2 separate regions of the Sus scrofa genome follow, and region 2 is linked to region 1. A link is a contact called in public Hi-C data. All regions are on one chromosome and are shown on one strand. Each heading gives the region's core, a stretch centred on a gene start, on an enhancer-like site or on the middle of the called end of the contact. The rest is flanking DNA. Distances are from core to core; before and after follow the strand shown. Region 1 has its middle 130 kb from the start of INHBB. Region 2 holds the start of INHBB (inhibin beta B subunit).

The links. A called contact is a pair of places that touch in the nucleus more often than the background predicts.
Region 2: a Hi-C map of liver shows a contact between it and region 1, with 2.0 times the contacts expected there. The contact joins the promoter of INHBB here to the enhancer-like site in region 1. A contact is called at or near these places in 1 of 5 promoter capture datasets (liver), 12 of 47 Hi-C or Micro-C datasets (alveolar macrophages, embryonic fibroblasts, fetal liver and 7 more) and 1 of 2 datasets of contacts at active chromatin or transcription factors (skeletal muscle).

The regions. Positions count from the first base shown.
Region 1 is chr15:30,869,612-30,872,683 of Sscrofa11.1, reverse strand. No RefSeq gene overlaps it. Among named protein-coding and RNA genes, the nearest start is that of INHBB, 130 kb to the left of the region's middle. Within about 2 kb of position 1,738, at least 32 of the 83 cell types and tissues checked have an H3K27ac peak or open chromatin away from gene starts, as enhancers often do. A contact at or near this core is called in embryonic fibroblasts, fetal liver, liver and 4 more, where this site is marked.
Region 2 is chr15:31,003,011-31,005,860 of Sscrofa11.1, reverse strand. It overlaps INHBB (inhibin beta B subunit), which reads left to right and starts at 1,456. Exons shown (of 2, transcript NM_001164842.1): 1 at 1,456-2,637. The coding sequence starts at 2,190.

The sequences.
Region 1 (3,072 bases), core at 489-2,988:
TGATATTAGTAAAATCGGAGGCACCCCTAGGGTCTGTCCACCCACACATCCCCAGAAAATTTTTTTTTTTTTTTGCTTTTTTTTTTTTAGGGCTGCACCCACGGCATATGGAGGTTCCCAGACTAGGGGTCTAATGGGACCTGCAGCTGCCGGCCCTACACCACAGCCACAGCAAAGCAAGATCTGAGCTGTGTCTGCAACCTACACCACAGCTCATGGCAATGCTGGGTCCTTAACCTACTGAGAAAGGCCAGGGATCAAACCCACAACCTCAAGGTTCCTAGTCAGATTCGTTTCTGCTGTGCCACACAGGAACTCCCCCAGAAATTTTTGTATTTAAAAGAACCATTGAAAATAAAATCATACTTCTAGAATCAGTGAGTAACATGAATAATAAAAAATGAAAAAACACTGGAAATAAAATCCTTGCATTTGTGAAATTATCAAAGATTAATAAAAACACGAACTCGATGCTGGTGATGGTGTGGTGAAATCAACAATGCTCACACACTGTTGATGAGGGGGGATTGGTATCGACCTTTAGACAAGCGACTTGAACAATATTCTCAAAAAATGTGTTGGTCTTTCAACTTAACTTTTAGAAACACAGCCTCAAGAAACGATAAATAAAAGCAGACAGAAAACTTTGTGCAAGACAGATGATTTATTAAGCTATAAATTTGCATTTTCTCTCTTGTTGTTTTTCCCTCTCCATGTCCCAGATTTGTAGCCAGACCCCTTTGTACTTCCTAGTTCCAAGGGCATTTGTAGAACCCAAACAAAACTGCTCGTAGGCAATATCTTTTTCTGTCTTTTGTGAAAAGGGAATATTGAGAAAGAAAATATGCAAGCGGTCCCAATAAAGGGTGGAAAGAGAGCTGTGAAAAGGCAGGAGGAAGGGGCCCTAAATCCCAGAGGTGGGACCTGAGCTTTCTCCACAGCAGCACACCAGGACATGGCATAATATTTTAAAGCTCTCTGTCCAGGGAAACTGGGGTCATAGCCACACCTCAGGTCCTGGCACTCAGCCAGAGATACCAAGGAACATGCCCCCTGCGAGGGAAGTTATGTCTGGAGCACCCCCCTGCCCCATGTCCAGCAGACTGTACAAACCCCAGGGCCTTTGCACAGCCTAGGACACAGTTCTGAAAACAACTGAGATTGATTTTCCTGACCAGGTGTCCAGGAAAGGAAACTTTAAATGTGAACATTCTCACATATCTCCATTCACCAGGGAAAAGGCTTTTTAAAGGCCATTGAGTACAAAGTGATGATCTTGGTTTGACTTTTTTTAAAACCAGCAGTTAAATATTTTCCATAGGAAGATACTAAAGTCCCCTGTCCTGCGTTGCCTGGGCTCCAAGCACACATGTTTATCATTGCACTGACCCTGCAGGGAGGGGTCGTTTTCTATATTTAGTGCTCTCTGTTCTTCGAGGTTCTCAGATCCAGGGGACTCTCAGGACGTTGCCTTATTTACCTCCATACCCTGGCGCCTTGCACAATGCCTGGGAAACACTCGGGGAATTCACATAGATATGAATGAATGAATGAACTCTCAGGTATCTGGGGTCTGAGATCAAGGGCCCGGTCTCTGTCGTTTTCACACAGCTGTTCCTGGCAGCCCTTAGGGCTGTGCCCTCTGCGGATGGAATTAACTGCCAGCCCATACTTGGGCGTGTAAACAGCTCTCCTCCAGGCCAGGCCCGACTGGCTGCCTCGAGGGCAGCTTGCACAATCCTGCGGGCTGTTGTGATTCTCATTTTTGGGCTATGGAGTCATCTCTGCCGTGGGCCTCTCCCTTCTTGCCCTGGATTGTCTCTTGGCAACATAAACGGAACTGTGTGTCTGTTGTCAGTGGGAAGAAATTCAGACCCCCACCCCACCCCCTCCAGGAAGCCCATCCTGATTTCCTAGACCCGCCCAAGGTCCCAAAGAGGTGGGAGCGGAAAGGGAGCTTGGGTCACCCAGCTCAGCCCCTCCACTGACAGAGGAAGGACCTGAGGCCTTAAGAGGTGGGAACACCTAGCCCCCTGCCAGAGTGGCTGGGCTTGGCAGGAGTGGAGTGTCCTGGGATGGTGGCTGCTTTTGGAACCAGCCCAACAGGACTGCAAATTCCTTCCTGCGCGGCCACCATCCAGCCGTGTGAACTTGGACCAGGGCCGTGTCCTTCCTGAGTCCCAGTTCTTCTCTCTGCATTGCGCTGCTTGCAGATTAATGTGCAGACTTAAAAAGATGCTGTGTGTAATGCATCAGCACAGTGCCTGGCTGTGACCAGGCCTCCTATCTCCTGCTCCTCCCGTGCATTTTTTTCCAGCGCCTTCCCACTCAGGAGGCCTCACCATTCCTTCAGGTCTGAGTACGAGGTGCCCGGCTTCATTCTGGACCTCTGCTGCAGGGGAATTCTTTTTACTTGTTTTTTAAATATATTTTTAGGGCTGCACCTGTGGCATATGGAAGTTCCCAGGCTAGGGGTCGAATCGATGCTGCAGCTGCCGGGCTATACCAGAGCCACAGCGACCAGGGATCCAAGCTGAGTCTGCAACCTGCACCCCAGCTCATGGCAATGCCAGATCCTTAATCCACTGAGCAGGGCCAGGGATTGAACCTTCATCCTCATGGATACTAGTCGGGTTTGATATCACTAAGCCACAACTCCAAAACCAGAAGCATGTTTTTTTTTTTTCTTTTTCTTTTTTGGCCACCCCACACATACAGAGTTCCTGGGCCAGGAATCAGATCCGAGCCGTAGTTGAGACCTAAGCCACAGCTGCGGCAATGCCGGATGCTTAACGCACTGTGCTGGGCCAGGATCGAACCAGCATCTCTGTGCTCCCAAGACGCCACCGATTCTATTGCGCCAAAGTGGAAACTCCTACAGGGAAATTCTGACAGGCTGTTCAGCTGTGATCCGTAGTACCTGCCTACTTCCTCTCACTTTTTTTTTTTTCCTGTCCCCACCCACCTCTTGGTTTTGCCAAATTCATTCATATTTTCCTTTCTCCCTCTCTTCCTGAAAACTTCCCTAGAAACCCCCCCCCCCAACACACACATCTCTTCCAGGCACCCACT
Region 2 (2,850 bases), core at 207-2,706, 130 kb before region 1:
TTGGAACATAATTTGAGTACTGTGAGGAGCTTGGCCCAGTTGCTTACTTTGGGGCGCCCAGCCAGCCCGTGTGCTAATAGGTGTGACTGTGCCCCGTGTACAGATGAGGCAGTAGTGACTAGAGTGTGAACACTCTACCCAAGGTCACTGCTGCAAACTGTCCGTGACTGAGCCTAGACTGGAACCCGGTTTATCTCAGGCTAAGGTTTGCCAGTTGGGGGGGTGGCGGTGCTGAGGAAGACCTCGCCAACCTGGAGACCTCGCCAACCTGGAGGTCTCTCGGCCGCGAGGCCGGTTCCCCCACGCAATCGAGGAGTTCCTCGGGGCTCAGAGCCGGGGGAAGGCAGGCCTCCGGCTGCGGCCACCTCCCGGCACCTCCAGCCTGCTGGGCCCACGCTTCGCCCAGTGCACCAGCGGCTTGGGGCGCTGGGCTCGGGCACTGCAGCCCGGGAGCGGCATCCACCCGCGGAGCCAGGCTGCGGCGCTCGAGGCCGCATCGCCGCCCCGCCTCGCCAAGGCCCGCGAGGGAGCTCCCCAGGCAGGCCGGGGGCGGCTGCGGCGGCGAGAGGTGCCTCTCCCGGTCGCGGAGGGCGGCGGCAGGGACGAGGGCAGGGCCTGCGCGGCTGCGGGGAGGAGGCCAGCGCCGGGATCCTGGGCCAGGAGCCCGTCGGTGCCGCCCGATGCCCGGCTGGGCTGGGGTCCGGGGCGCCCACGTGGTGAGAAAGTTTCCAGACCGCAGAAGTGGCCCGGCCTTGCGGGGGGTGAAGGGGGAAGGGAGAGGGCCGGCTCGCTCCTCCTTCTCACGAAGGCAGAAGGAAAGAAGCTGAGGGAAGCGGGGGTGGGCGGGCGGGGGGAGCGGGCAGCACCGACCTGAACAGATTCCGCCTCCCCTTCCCCCTGTCCCCCGCCTCCCGGGGAAGCTGGAGCCGGGAGGCGCGGACATTCTCCTCCCGCACGGCCAGGGCGACACTCGCCCGCCCCCCCTTTTCCTGCCAACGTCTATCTCAACGCGCGCGCACATACGGAGATTGTGCGGCTTTTTTTTTTTTTCCCCTTGGGAGAAAAAACGAGGAGAGTAAAAGAAGAGAGGGCAAAGAGAAGAACTCCTCCTCGGCGGGATCTGCACTCTGTCGAGGCCAGCGCGGGGACGCGGCCGCCACCCTCCCGCTCTCTCCCGGCCCTGCGGCGTGTGCCAGCGGGAGAGCGAGCTAGGGCACCAGCGCCGGGGACGCCGCGAGACTTTTAGGCGCTCGAGCCGACACCGCTGCCGCCGCGGCAGGCAGCGGAGACCGGAGCAAGGAGGGCCCTGCCTCCGCCTCGCCTTCCTTGCCCGGCGCCCCGCGCCCAGCCGGCCGGCGCACGCGGGCGGAGGGAGGCAGGAGGCGAGGAGGCCGGCGGAGCAGAGGCCCCGGCGGAGCGCGCAGCGGCTGGCCGCCGGCGGATGCGGCGCCCCGGGAGCCTGGAGACAACTTTGCCGTGTGACGCGCCCGAAGGACCGCAGGGCCCGCGGCCCGGGGCTCTGCGCCGCTTCTGAACCGACCCGTGCTCCCCGGCGCCCCCGGCACCGCGCTCGCTCCGCTCCTTTGCCCGCCCGGCGGCCGGTGGAGAGGACAACCCGCCCGTCGCCGGCGGCAGCAGCCCTTCCTCCGCGCGAGGCGGCGAGGGCGAGACGCTCAGGTGTGAGCGCCGGGCCCCGCCACAGCGCCACTCCAAGCCGCGCCCGGTTCCGCTCCGGGGGCTCAGGCGCCTTCGCTTTCATCTCGGCCAAGTTGCTTCGACCGGCCTTTTCGCCACCTTCCCCGCCCGGCGGCGAAGCCGCCGCTGCCGCCGCTTTCGCTTCACCCGAGCGGGGCCTGCGGGGCCCCGACGCGGAAAGGATGGGGAGAAGGCTGCGGATGCCGAGGCGCCCCGAGACGCCCGAGTGGCAGTGACCCCTCGCTACCGCCTCGCCCAGCGCACCTCTCCGGCTCCCGGGGCCCACCGCACCCCTTCCCCGCCGCGCGGGAATCCCCGCGGCCCGGCCGGCCCCCTCCCCTGTGAGCCGGCGGCGGCCCTCCCGGCGGGCGGGTGGAGGCCCGGGCGGGCGCGGGCGGGGGCGGGGCGGGGCGGCGCGCCTGGAGCCCGGAGCCCGGCCCTGCGCTCGGCTCGGCTCGCCTCGCGGCGGGCGCCCTCGTCGCCAGCGGCGCACCATGGACGGGCTGCCCGGTCGGGCGCTGGGGGCCGCCTGCCTTTTGCTGCTGGCGGCCGGCTGGCTGGGGCCCGAGGCCTGGGGCTCACCCACGCCCCCGCCGTCGCCAGCCGCTCCACCTCCGCCCCCGCCGCCCGGAGCCCTCGGCGGCTCCCAGGACACCTGCACGTCGTGCGGCGGCTTCCGGCGGCCAGAGGAGCTGGGCCGGCTGGACGGCGACTTCCTGGAGGCGGTGAAGCGCCACATCTTGAACCGCCTGCAGATGCGGGGCCGACCCAACATCACCCATGCCGTGCCCAAGGCCGCCATGGTCACGGCCCTGCGCAAACTACATGCGGGCAAGGTGCGCGAGGACGGCCGGGTGGAGATCCCGCACCTGGACGGCCACGCCAGCCCTGGCGCCGACGGCCAAGAGCGGGTCTCCGAGATCATCAGCTTCGCAGAGACAGGTGGGTCGGTCCCTTGAGTATCCAGCCGTGGCTCTCGCCCCTTCCTCCACCCCCTTTTCCTTGCCCACGTTGTCCACCGCCGCCGCAGGCAGCGCGCCCTGGGGGAAACCTGGGCTCCTGGCCCGGCCCGCTCGCCTTGGGCCCTGTGCGCTCCGTCCTGGTTGCTGTCCTCTTTCTTCGGGTAGCAACCCCTTCTTGCTCCCCCTACCCCCG